Linked DNA regions of Sus scrofa: regions 1 and 3 are each linked to region 2. The links are chromatin contacts, called in public Hi-C maps. All regions are on one chromosome and are shown on one strand. The core of a region is the stretch at or near the end of the contact, and the rest is flanking DNA. Distances in the headings are between cores, read along the strand shown.

Evidence for each region. A called contact is a pair of places that touch in the nucleus more often than the background predicts.
Region 1: a Hi-C map of omental adipose tissue shows a contact between it and region 2, with 1.7 times the contacts expected there. The contact joins two enhancer-like sites. A contact is called at or near these places in 2 of 47 Hi-C or Micro-C datasets (fetal heart ventricle and omental adipose tissue).
Region 3: a contact with region 2 is called in a Hi-C map of fetal heart ventricle, with 3 times the contacts expected there. The contact joins two enhancer-like sites. A contact is called at or near these places in 2 of 47 Hi-C or Micro-C datasets (fetal heart ventricle and heart right ventricle) and 1 of 2 datasets of contacts at active chromatin or transcription factors (skeletal muscle).

What each region holds. Positions count from the first base shown.
Region 1 is chr6:107,298,269-107,302,462 of Sscrofa11.1, forward strand. The region is part of intron 5 of GATA6 (GATA binding protein 6); the gene reads left to right. Among named protein-coding and RNA genes, the nearest start is that of GATA6, 16 kb to the left of the region's middle. Within about 2 kb of position 2,938, at least 18 of the 83 cell types and tissues checked have an H3K27ac peak or open chromatin away from gene starts, as enhancers often do. A contact at or near this core is called in omental adipose tissue, where this site is marked.
Region 2 is chr6:107,465,566-107,469,768 of Sscrofa11.1, forward strand. No RefSeq gene overlaps it. Among named protein-coding and RNA genes, the nearest start is that of GATA6, 180 kb to the left of the region's middle. Within about 2 kb of position 1,291, at least 17 of the 83 cell types and tissues checked have an H3K27ac peak or open chromatin away from gene starts, as enhancers often do. A contact at or near this core is called in omental adipose tissue and skeletal muscle, where this site is marked.
Region 3 is chr6:107,655,491-107,659,690 of Sscrofa11.1, forward strand. All of the region lies in intron 3 of LOC106510680 (a long non-coding RNA gene), which reads right to left. Among named protein-coding and RNA genes, the nearest start is that of RBBP8, 270 kb to the right of the region's middle. Within about 2 kb of position 1,966, at least 35 of the 83 cell types and tissues checked have an H3K27ac peak or open chromatin away from gene starts, as enhancers often do. A contact at or near this core is called in skeletal muscle, where this site is marked.

The sequences.
Region 1 (4,194 bases), core at 1,688-4,187, 170 kb before region 2:
GCTACTGCTGCACTGCCTGGCATTACAATAGCCCCTGTCTGCTCCTTTGGAACATTTTACAAATTATTGCAGTAAATGATTTCTTTGTTTTCATTTATATAATATTGGCTCTTTGCTAGACATTATTTTCATATTTCTTTTCCTTATTGTTTTCATTATTTTATTATCAGTTTCTTGTATAGAATTCTTTGTTTCTTAAGTAATATGTTGAACTTAATTTTTGATACAATTGATTAATTTTTGCCACTTTTGAACTTAAATTTTCCCCATCTTTCATTCTGTTTAAAGTTTTCTTGTAGATGTAGACTTACTGAAAAATGTGTATTTAGTTGATCTAAATGGACCTCAGATTTCCTTGATATTTGTATTCTCTCTGGACTGTCAGAATAATTTAAATCTTTTCTTGAATCCCATTTATTGACTGAGTTAAGTTTTACGGCGTTGTTGCTATTATTGGGAGGCGTATATGATAACTTTCTATTTTAGCAAGTTCCCAGTAAGATTTAAGATATATTTCTATCCCTCTTATGACCTGTAACTAAAAATTGGTTAAACTGGAGGGTACTTTACATATATAAAAATGTATATATACTCATATATGTATGTATTATATAGCATATAAACTTTATAACTCAATCCCTAAATTGTGTAGATAAAAGGTATTTCTCTTAATTTCCCTTGGGACAGGGAGGATTAATTTGGTGGTAAAATGAACACTAAGACAATGTCAGAGAATAAGAAATCACTTAACAGGAGTTCCTGTCGTGGCACAGCAGAAACAAATCTGACTAGGAACCATGAGGTTTTGGGTTTGATCCCTGGCCTCACTCAGTGGGATTAGGATCCGGTGTTGCTGGCTGCGAGCTGTGGTGTAGGCCGGCAGCTACAGCTCCTATTGGACCCTTACCCTGGGAATCTCCATATGCCATGAATGTTGCCCTAAAAGGACAAAAGACAAAAGACAAAAAAAAAAAAAAAGAAAAAAAAGAAAAGAAAAGAAATCCCTGAACATATCGGCCTGCCTCAAAGTAGTTCTATAGATAATCCTTCAACAAAATTAAAGCTACTTAAGTTCATATTAAAATTGCAAGTATAATGTTGACGTCATTAAACATGTAATGTTGAAATAAACAGAGACGAAGTATATCTGACTAGCCCTTGCCTTTTATGGTTAGTGTTCCATTTAAGAAGTATTGCAGTATTGGAGGCCCTGTTTACCGAGTAAAATAAGGTTCTGGATGGACATCAGATTGGTTGCTAGTGGTGGGGGCCTGTAGGTTTAGTCCATTCTCACTGTTGATCAGATTTGGAAGTGCTTTAAGTGAGCAACAACGTAGGAGTTGAAAGTATGGAGCCATGAATTCTGACAGCAGAGTTGCAAATGGCAGAGGAGAGGAGATTTGAATTCGTTGTGTAGGGTTTTTGCCGGGGGGAAAAGTGGAATAGAGGCCCCCAGGAAGAGAGCTGGCTATCTTGAGGGACACAGTTTTAGGAATTCAGTGTGGCTGAGTGGAGGGTAGAAAAAGCCAAAGGCAGGCGATGAGATGGATAAATTAGGTGAAAGGCCAATATTTAAGTATTTCAAGTCAATATTAGGTCAGCCTTAAGTGGGGGCCACACTATGTTCATTTCTAAATGACGGACTTTCTCTAACACCCCATGCAGTGATGAATGTGTTCGTCTCTGTGCTGCAGTCCAACAATGAATAAGTTCTTAACCAGGAGTATGTTGATAATTGTATAAACACACACAGGCATGCTCCTGGTTCTACCTTTTACAAGCAGGGTTTCCTCTCACAACTGGTACGGAAAACCACTTCCTTGGAGCTAGTGGCCTCAGGACTTCGAAAGTTTAGCTCCTAGTGTCTGCCTGGTGACCCTTCGGAGAATGGAATGGCGTGTTGGTGATAGGAATTCGTTTTCCTGGCCTTTGTTGTTGGTGACAGACAACATCCGTGAGGAGAACAGGCAGCCTTGGACTCCTGTTCATCTCAGATACCTCTCTGGCTGGCTCTCTGCCTTGGGTGGGGTCTTACCCACTTTGGGGGGTCCTTTTCTGGGTATGAAGTAGATATTTTCATTGCTGCTGCTTTGATCCTTCTGGGATGCTGTGGGTCTAGAGAGACTACTGCAATCACTCCTTGGTAATCACAGTGACCTTGTCAGAAGAAATAGCTCTGAGTTGCGTGGTGTTAAATCTTGTACTAAAAGTGGTTTGAAAGAGTTAAGTGCCTGTAGCTGGGCACTGATTGAGGGACTGATGTTTGTTGTGATTTCTGGATGTCTTTATAGACATCTCTGAAGAAAGAAAGGTTAAGCACTTTGTAGGTTCATATTTAAAATTCTTTCTATAGATTTTATTTTATAGGTTAATATTCGCATCCTATGATGAAAATTGGAAAACATCGCTTGAGTCGCCTCTTTCTTTATGAGCAAGGTTATAGTCTACTGCTTTTTTTTCCTCCAAGAAATTGAATCAATTTGGATTTACTATGACATTATGATTGGTCACAAAATAATAGCTTCCTTCTATTAGTAACTCTTCCTTTAATAGTTAAATAGACGACAGGAACATTCACGAAGGATTTCTATCCAGTATGCATTGCTTTCACTTGGCAACTTGACTGAGAAGAAAAGATTCGGGGGTGGGGGGAGGGAGGAAAGGAGTCTGGGGTTACCAGGGACACACTACTGTATAGAAAATAGATCAACAAGGACCTCCTGGAGAACACAGGAAACTGTACTCAATATCATGTATATTGGAAAATAGATATTATGTATATGTATTGGAAAAGAATATATTTACAATGGAAAAGAATCTGGAAAAGATACATATATGTGTGTATGTATAACCGGATCACTTTGCTGTACACCTGAAATGAACACAAGCTTATAAATCAACTCTCCTTCAATAAAAAAAAAGAAAAAAAAGGAGAGGTTCACCAGGCTGCCTGCCTCTTACCTCAGATATTCCACACACATCTTTAGGGTGCCCGAAAGCCAGACATTAATGGATTAGTCCTGCAATTAGTCATCATATGGTTGCTTTGGGGGAGTTTTCTTTTCTTTTTGTCCTTTTAGGGTCGTACCTGTGGCATATGGAGGTTCCCAGGCTAGGGGTCTCATCAGAGCTATAGCTGCTGGCCTATACCACAGCCACAGCAATGCAGGATCCAAGCCGCGTCTTCGACCTACACCACAGCTCATGGAAACTCCATATCCTTAACCCACTAAGCAAGGCCAGGGATCCAATCCTCCACCTCATAGTCCCTAGTCGGATTTGTTTCCGCCGCGCACACGATGGGAACTCTGGGGGAGTTTTCTTATTTATGAGATAGTGGACGAAGGCAGGCAGGGAACTAGCTTCTGTCAGGTGACTTTTATGTGCCAGGTGTTTCGTGTACCTTTTAAATTCCCGATTATCACTCTACAAATGAGGTGTTTTTATTTCCTTTTTCCATTTGGGGGAGTGAGACTCAGTAAGAATAGGCCCAAGGCTATGTACCAGATTTAGAGGCTGGATTTGGACCCAGGTCTGGCAGAGTCAGAGCCAATGTTTTTATTACTAAGGCACACTGGATTACTATATGATAGAATATGTGATGTTGAAGTCTTTAGAGAGAAGAAATAACATTTCCTCAAAGAAATCTAATTTTGGTTAGCTATTTCAGTATCAAATATAGCCATGAAAATAACATCTGAAAAGTGATTTGCTTATAACCAAACATGTAAGGAGCATTGTATATATGAATTTTCTTCTTAAACGTTATACTTACTGATATAATACTTTATAGTTCTAGGGCTTTGCTAGTTGGATAATAGAAAAGATAATAGGTAGTAAAGCTTACTGTTAATGTGAAGATAAAAAGTCTCCTTTAAAATGAGAGTTTTTGTGTGGCTTAGCAGGTTAAGGACCTGGCATTGTCACTGCAGTGGCTTGGGTTGTTGCTGTGACTGACGCAGGTTCGATCCCTGGCCTGGGAACTTTGGTGCAGCCAAAAAATGAAAAAAAAAAAAAAAAAATTCTCCCTTAAAATATGAAATACAGATTGTGGTACTAAAATCCTCCTGATGGTGTTATTTAAACCCATACACACTAAGTGCTAGTTAGTTGGAACTTTCAGAAATGTCCAACTTGCCTTTGATTTTTTTTTACAAAATCATTAAAAATGCATTTCTTAAGAGGAAAGTGTCC
Region 2 (4,203 bases), core at 41-2,540:
ATGTTCGTTTTCCCAACCAGAGATAACTTCAAGCATCATCATTTGTGTAACACCTAGTTTATAAATTATCTTACATACTTTACTAGGCTATTAAAAAATTCTGTTTCAGATTAAAAACCCTCTCAAAATAAAATCTAAATATCTTTCTTCCTGGGCACATCTTTCACAGGAAGAGTGGAGCTTTCTTTTCTCCCTTTATTGAAAGATTATATGGCTCTCAGGAAAAGAAAGCCACTGATGTTAGGTGGCTAAGGGCAAAGATTTAGGTTGAAGAAAAACTTGGGAAGATCTGCCTACTTGGGAAATGAAGAGAGTTTTATTTCTTAGAGGATTTATGGATTTACGTTTCCTCCAAAAGACAAATGACCCAGGAACACTTTTTTTTTCTCCCCAGCACTAACTCTAATCAATTACCTTTGTTACTAAAGAAATAAATAAACTCGAAAGAGTTAACAGAGTTAAAATGCACCGGATTCTAGTGTTTGGGGTTATCTGAAACTTTTTGTTGGGGGCGGGTAGGGGGCGTCCATTCTAGAGCTGAGCTTTAGCGGATCCCCTGTTATGGAGTTATTTTTCCTTTTGCCAGGAGTCTTGATCCACATGAGACAACTCACACAGGCTTAGAAGAATCACAGCATGTCAGGGCTGGAGGGCCCTTGAAAACGTCCCAGGCTAATGCCCCGCTTTACAGTTGGGACTTGGAAGGGCAGAGAGTGGGAACGAACGACTCTACTCTCCTGGAATTACCCAGCGGGGGCTGCCCAGGGTTCTGGGGTCGAATCCAACCCGGGGCTCACACAGCCCTTCTCTGCTCCCGACCCTCTCAGTCTTTGGCGACAGAACCCCTTTCTGCTCCGTCTGCACTCCAGCGCCCCCCCTCCATCAAACCAGGGGTGCGGACGTGTGAAACATTTCCACACTGGACCGGCTCGCGTTCAGGCTACTCCGCGTCGGGCTCGGCGAGCGCGGCGGGGCGACGCCGGCCGGGGCGGCCCGGCTCCGGCGGGGCGGCCCCGGCCGCGGCGCGCCAGGCTCTCGGGGGTCAAGTCCAGGTTGCGGCGCAGGAAGGCGGCGGGGGAGGGGCGGCCCGGCCGCGCCCCCACCTCCTCTCCCCTGCGCCGTGAGCGGAATGTTGGGACCGTTCCACCGGCGTGGTATGTCTGCATAAACATCATTAGCCTCCCGAGGCGGCACGTTGTGCATTTTCAATTTCGCCCTACGAACTGCGGCCTCCCAGAGTTGGAGAAGAGGCTGGAGACCTCGCCTCTCCGCTTTTCTGTTGCATCCCCGGCGCCCGCTTCCGGGACACCAAAGAGAGGGGAGCGCCCAAGCGTGAGGTCCCGGCTGGATTCTTAACGCACCTCATTTGTGATATTATCGTTGGCTCCGGAGGAAATCTTTTCTACTCACCTGAAACTGACAAAACGTAGCTTCAAATTAGGGTTTACTTTTTAATCTCCTGAGGGGCGAGCAGGGAGCAGAATCATCTGGCCCCTCTGTCTTTGGCAGCACAAGCCCTGGCAAGTGGCAAAGGCTGGACCTCAGTCCCAGGCCGCCCGGAGGTCGGCGCGCTCCGCCCTACTCCTTTACTGGCCTCCACGTGTCCACCCTCACCTGTGTCCCTGCCATCGTCCCTCAGGCCAGCCCACTCCCTCCTCCTCCCTGCCTCGCTGATTTCTCAGAGCACAGGCCGAATTCAGAACCTCCTTTCAAATCCACTACCTAAAAAATATCTACCTCAGCATCCTTAAATCCTCTGCTTTTCCCTCTTTGATGGGAAGCGCATCATCCTGCCGCTTAGGGTAAGAAACCTCAGAGCGGAGGAGACTTCCTTCGGGGTTCGTATTTTAAGGCAGATCATACATGATGGAGATGATAAAATCCCCATGGCAGTTTTGACTTTAAACATGAGGCGAGTTAACAAGGAAAGCAGCAATAAATTCAGCCCAGGGCATGACCCAGCACTAAATTGTCTCTTACAGTGTCCAGATTTCTAGCTAAGTTGTCAACCTGACATCCCCTTTCCCTGCTCAGCCTCTTCAATTCTCCTTTCAGGTTGTGCTGTTGTTTTGTTGGTTCGCTTTTGTGTCACTGCCAAGTTATCTCTGCCGTCATTTTCCCCACCTCCACCTCATTTTCGGACTCTGTTTTCCAAGTTCCTTAAGCATGACCAGGGTAATACACCCACAGCCTCCCTACTCAATCTCTCAAGTTGCTTCCCTGGTAGACGTTTTGAAACAAGCTCATGTCAGAACGTTTTGTTCAGTCTCTCCACATATAAGCGGGTGAAAGATGGAAGGACTTGGTATTTGCTGGAAGTGAAAACACGGGAGCTGCTGGCACTGACACCAGAATGTTCTTCTTGTTCTTTGCACAAGGTGATCGTGTATCCTTCACATTCTGGGTAAAAACAGCCAATGAGAACAGGTTGCCCCCAACTGGAGCCCCACAGTACGGGGAGGGTTAACCCAGAAGCCCTTAATGTGCCTGAGTAAATAGTCTGGGGAAGGATTAGACCATGTTAAACTAATAGGCTGATAATACTGATAAAGTTTTCCCAAAGATTCTTTCCACTTTATGATTAACAGTTACTTTTCTTCAAAGACAATTGGGTAAATGGTGTTGGTTTTAGGGCTTGGATCCCTCCATTCAGATAGCTACACAACAAGCCTGCAGTACCCATGGTATTATCTTTCCTGCTCCTGTTAGAAGGAAACCACGATATCATGACACACACATCACGCAGTATTTTCCTCTTGATGTTCTACGAGTCAAAATCAGGGAGATCAAAAGCCGTCAGCACACTGAATAAGCTTCTTAGAATAAAGTGTCCACAAGGCAGACAACTCCAGCTGCCCACTGGACAGTGTAAGAAGGGACGGGCAAAGGAGGATTTTCCTCAGCACATGAAAATCGCTCAGAGCCCATCTCTACTGGTGGTGTCAATTGTCCTCTGCTTCTTGCTCAGCCATGATAATAAATAACAATAATAATCATATTAAAACTGCTAATTCTTACTGGACATGTATGATAGGCCAGGCCCTATGCTGAAGGCCTGCTTACATGATCTCATTTAATCCTCACAACACGTCAGTGAGCTGGGTCCCTGTTATCCCCAATTTTATAGATGAAGAAATGAAGTCAGAAAGCGGTTATGTCCCTTGCCCAGGGCCACACAGCAAAGAAACAGAAATGAATTTAGAGCAGCACTTTGAACTCCTACACTCTCCTGCCTCTCGTATGTCTTCATACGGAAAAGTCAGTGGCAAAACCAATCAAGACATTTCATAAGATCTATTAAATAATTTGGAGAAAAGCTACTAGGAAGGGGATATTTGGTATGAACTCGGCACCCCAGCCTCAAAATGGCCCCTCATTTAGATAGGTTACATCACCTCCAATTTGAGGAAGGGACAAAGAAACTCAAAGAAGGGGAGTAATTTTGTTAAGGTCTGGGCTTTTCCTCTGCACACCAGCTTATGCCCATGTGTGGGTACATACGTGCGTGTGTGTAGGAAGGAGGGAAACAGACAAGTCCACTTAGGATGAGTAGCAAGAAATGAAGTCTTTTGTTTACTTTTTAAATATTTATTTATTTATTTATTTAGTCTTTTTGCCTTTTCTAGGGCCGCTCCCGCGGCATATGGAGGTTCCCAGGCTAGGGGTCGAATTGGAGCTGTAGCCCCCAGCCTACGTCACAGCCACAGCAATGCGGGATCCAAGCCGCATCTGCAACCTACACCACAGCTCATGACACCGGATCCTTAACCCACTGAGCGAGGCCAGGGATCTAACCCTCAACTTCATGGTTCCCAGTTGTTAACCACTGAGCCATGATGGGAACTCCACGTCTTTTCTTTAATAACCTGTCATCCTCCTTAAACTCATATCAAGTGACTGCAGCTGCTGGGGTGTCCCTGAAAAAGGAGAGATGGGGTGGGTGGGAATGACTGTGGTGAGCCTCAGGGGTCAGGGGCTCTGGGGACTGTCCCTGAGGACAGATAAAGTCTGGATGGTGGCAGCTGAAGGGGCACAGGCTTGGCAAAAGGCTGGACTCTTAATCAGCATGGAATAGCACCACTTGTAGGCACCACACAATGTCGTTTCTAAATCCTCTCCCCACACTCAGACAGCAGCATGTAGCTCTAGGTCTCGACTGTTGAGAAAAATTTTTGCTAAGATAGGCCCATGTGAATCAACCTC
Region 3 (4,200 bases), core at 716-3,215, 190 kb after region 2:
AGGGCAAGTTCTGGAGGCAGGCACTGGGATGACAGAGGGGTAACTGACAAAGGGAAAAAGAGAAATCATCTTCAGAGTGGCCTTCATTACTGAGCACTTTCTACATACCAGGCCCTGTGCTGAGAACTTTATACATATTGCTCTTTTTAATTTAATTCTTACGAAAATCCTACATTATGCAGATATTATTATCCCCATTTTACAACAAGAGCAAAACTTGGAGAGGTTAAGTAACTATGTATGCTGTTGGATAAGGTAGCAGATAGCTGCATCGGCTGTTACGAATTTGAAATGGGAGTTCCAGTCATGGCACAGCGGAAATTAACCCGACTAGGAATTGTGAGATTGTGGGTTTGATCCCTGGCCTCGCTCAGTGGGTTAAGTATCCGGCGTTGCCCTGAGCTGTGGTGTAGGTCGCAGATGAGGCTCAGATCTGATGTTGTTGTGGCTGTGGCTAGGCCGGCAGCTGTAGCTCTGATTGGACCCCTAGCCTGGGAATCTGCATATGCCGCTGGGTGCAGCCCTAAAAAAAGAAGAAAAAAAAAAAAAAGAATTTGAAATGTGTGATTGGGGGAGTTTTAAATTTCATTGAAATTCAATTTTATTATATAAATTTTATAAATTCAGTATTAGTTTCAATTTAAAAACTAATACTGAATTCAGTTATTGGGAAACGTTTAAGTATGTTTGGAACAACTTGGGTTTGTGAATCAACTTCTCCAACTGCAAGTTTTATGAACTCTAAATACAAATCAAGTACTTCCAATGGAAAACTAACATCTAAATTGAGGAGTGCTGTTAGAGTAAAAATACTGGATTTCAAAGACTTACCATAACAAAAAGAATACAAAATACCTCATTCATCGTTTTTTATATTGATTCAAAGCATATTTTGGATCTATGGGGTTAAATACTATTATTTAAATTAATTTCACCTGTTTTATCTTTTTACTTTTTCTTTCGTTGGCTATTGGAAAACTAAATCCTCCAAGTGTTTCTCGCATAAAATTTCCCCTAAAACTGTCATGGGCATTTGCCTGGGAAGCAGCGTCCCAAGGACTTGGTATTTTAAAGAGCTGGGCTCCGACAGGGGTGATCGCACGCGTGCAGTCCCGCCTCAGTTGGACCGAATCTCACCCGGTGCCTACGACCAGCTGGCTTTCCTGTTTGCCTTTTTGAACTCTGTTTTCTCTGAGTCTTGAAGAGCCAGGGGCCGTGATGTCACTGTATAAACAGAGGGAAGGGTGGGGGCTAAAGCTGTGCTGGAGAGAACAGGCCAAGGAGGAGGGTGGGGGTGGGGAGGGGAGGCTTTCAAAGGTGGCTGGGTCTGGAGTGCGTGGGAGCAGCGGGAGACTGCAGAGTCGATAAGGAAACATAATGGGACTGCTAGTCACTAAACTGGGGCGGGAACGGGGACGTGGCTGCAAGAGGGGGTTTGGAAAAATATGGGACGCCTAGAGCTAATTCCCCTGATTAAAAATGCATTAGTTTGGAGGTGTCAGGGACACGCAGCTGTTTTCAAGGAAAGCCTGGCTCCAAAAGGTCCTCCTCGGCCGGGCCGCCTGGCGGCTCCATCTCGGGCTGGATGTCAGCGAGCCCCCGGCCCGCCGCCGCTTGTCCTCTCCCTGACAGGGCCCTGGCCAATGTCCTGCTGCTGAGGGTCGTGGTAATTTACATCCTCTCTGTGTACATTAACTTATCTGCAGCCGCGCTGGCTGCGCTCCTTCAGTCAGCCTGTCTCCTGTGCAGCCTGGGAGACTTCCCCCACGCCGGCCGGGGGCTGCAGGGGGAGCGGGGCGCCGAGTTCCTGCGCCCTCCGAGCAACAACAACAAACGCCTGGAGCAGGAGCCCCGCCGCCTGGTCCCGACCCGGGATTCGGAGCGCCGCGCGGGGCCTGGCGTGGGAGGCCGCGAGGGGCCAGCGCGGGCAGGGCAGAGGCCGGCGGCCCGTGGCTGGACGTGAAACACTTAGTGGCTAATTCATGACTCATGACTCATGTGCAGGCTCCTCTTCAGTGACAGCCGGGACAGTTACGGGTTATTTGTAGCCCCCCGGCTTTCATTTCGATGTAATTAGGCAGTCATTGGAGGGTCATTTCATACCAGTTATAGGTTTCCCTGTTTTAATAATGTTTTCAGTTTCAGGGGGGCAACAGGGAGTGGAAGGGGAGGTTGGGAAGGAGGCGTGGAGGGCAAGGGGGTAATCGTCTCTAAGAACGTGTGCACTTTTCATAACTCTTCCCTTGACAGGCCTAGTGTGCAGTTTGCTCAGATGCCGCCTCCGAAGCTCTGTCTCCCTGTTCCTGCTCGCAGGCCAGATCCTCTTCCAGGACATGAACGTCTGCCCTGAGAAGAGGTCTGGCCGGGTTTGAGTCAGATGTTGGATTTTCTTCTTTCCCCTCTGGCACCACACTAATCATTCTCTTTAATCACTGTAGCTTTTTAATGAGTCCAAGTAGGTATTTATGGAGCCGTCTACTTTCTAAACGTTAATGCTTGATAAGTCATTTATAACTTATCGGTGGGCTTTGCATGGGCCAAACCCAGAAGAAAGGAAGTGAGGGTAAAATAGAGTCTGGAGTTTGCTAGGAAAAACAGCGTATCTTCAGGTCCTAGATGGTACAAAGCCCTTGTGGAAACTGTTCAATCCATCAGGCATAAAGAATAAGGAACAAGTCTGTTCCAATTTGGTGAAAATTCCCTGGCTGTCATTACTGATTTTCTTCATCCCAACACTTTCTCCTTTGGCTGGTTCATGTATCTTTGGATATCATTTGAAGCTTCCATTCTAAGGCCAATTCTACAAAGTTCTGTAGAAAATCCTGGAACCATTACATTCAGAGGGTGCACAGATGCAAAATGAAAGGACTAAGAAGAAATAAAGGACAGAAACCAGATTTCCTGTCATTGCAAAAGTAGGTGCCACATGTTCCAAATTTCAGTGGATGTTAAAGTTAAAGCAGGAATATGTGCAGCAGCAGGAATGCAGTTGCCTTCAAAGAGACTAGGAGAGAAAACCCTTCTTAGGAAGGGTGGGAGAAGGAGTGGTGAGGAAGAAGGCAAGACAGGACCCCACACACTATTAAAAAAAAAAAAAGCAGCAATCCATCAACAACTTAGTATTTAATATGCATTAGGAGATTTTTAAAAAGTTTTCAGCCATAAAAAAGGGCCAAGAATTCATATATGCAATAACATGGATGAAACTTGAAAACATTAGGCTAAGTGATAGAAGCCAGTTACAAAAAAACCAACATATTGTATGATTCCATTTGTATAAAGTATCCAGAATAAGAAAATCTATAGAGACAGGAAGATTGGTTGCCGTGAAGGAAGGTGGGGTGGAGAGGGAGGAATAACAATTTAGGGGTATAATTTCTCTTTGGGGTGCTGAAAATGTTCTAGAATTGATCGTAGTTGTGGTTGAACAACTCTGAATATATTTTAAAAATCACTGAATTATAAGCTTTAAAGTGATGAATTGTATGGTATGTGAATTGTATCTCAATAAAGCTGTTACCAAAAAAAATTTTCAAAAAGCTAAATAGAAACAGGCAAAAAAAAAAAAAAAAAAAAAGCTTCAAAAAATTCTCTTGCTAAAGGACATTGTAGCCTCCCTATGACATTGAAGTCAGCAGATAATGTCCACCAAGGCAAGGACTCTGCCTCATTCACCACTTGGCCACTAGTGCCTAGAACAGTGCTGCTCATTGAAGGTACTGGATAAATATTTGCTGAAAGAGAACTTGCAAATAACCAGACTGGTCTAATTCAGATGTGTGCCACACTCACCCCACTGTCTCCTCTGTGCATCTTCTATCCAGCTTTCCAACATACTATTATTATGATGATGATAAATTACTAATATAGCTAGAAACAATAACACAAAATTTTTATCTTTTCTGTGCCAAGCACTATACATATATATTTGCCTCTAATCCTTCTAAAACCTAGCAATATAAACCCACTGAACCCGGTTCTCTCTGGCTCCCAAAGCTTTAGTCTGTGATAAACAGTGCCTCCTAAAAACACTAACCACAAAGGTAAGGAGGAGCCTTGATGAATATGCATAGATACCCTGCCAGCGTCATCAATAAAGGAAACCAATTTGGTTTCTGTTTAAACTGAAAGAAGAATCAAGAAGCATCATAAGCACTTTGCTTAATTGATGGTGGATTTTCTTACTTAAAATTATTATGA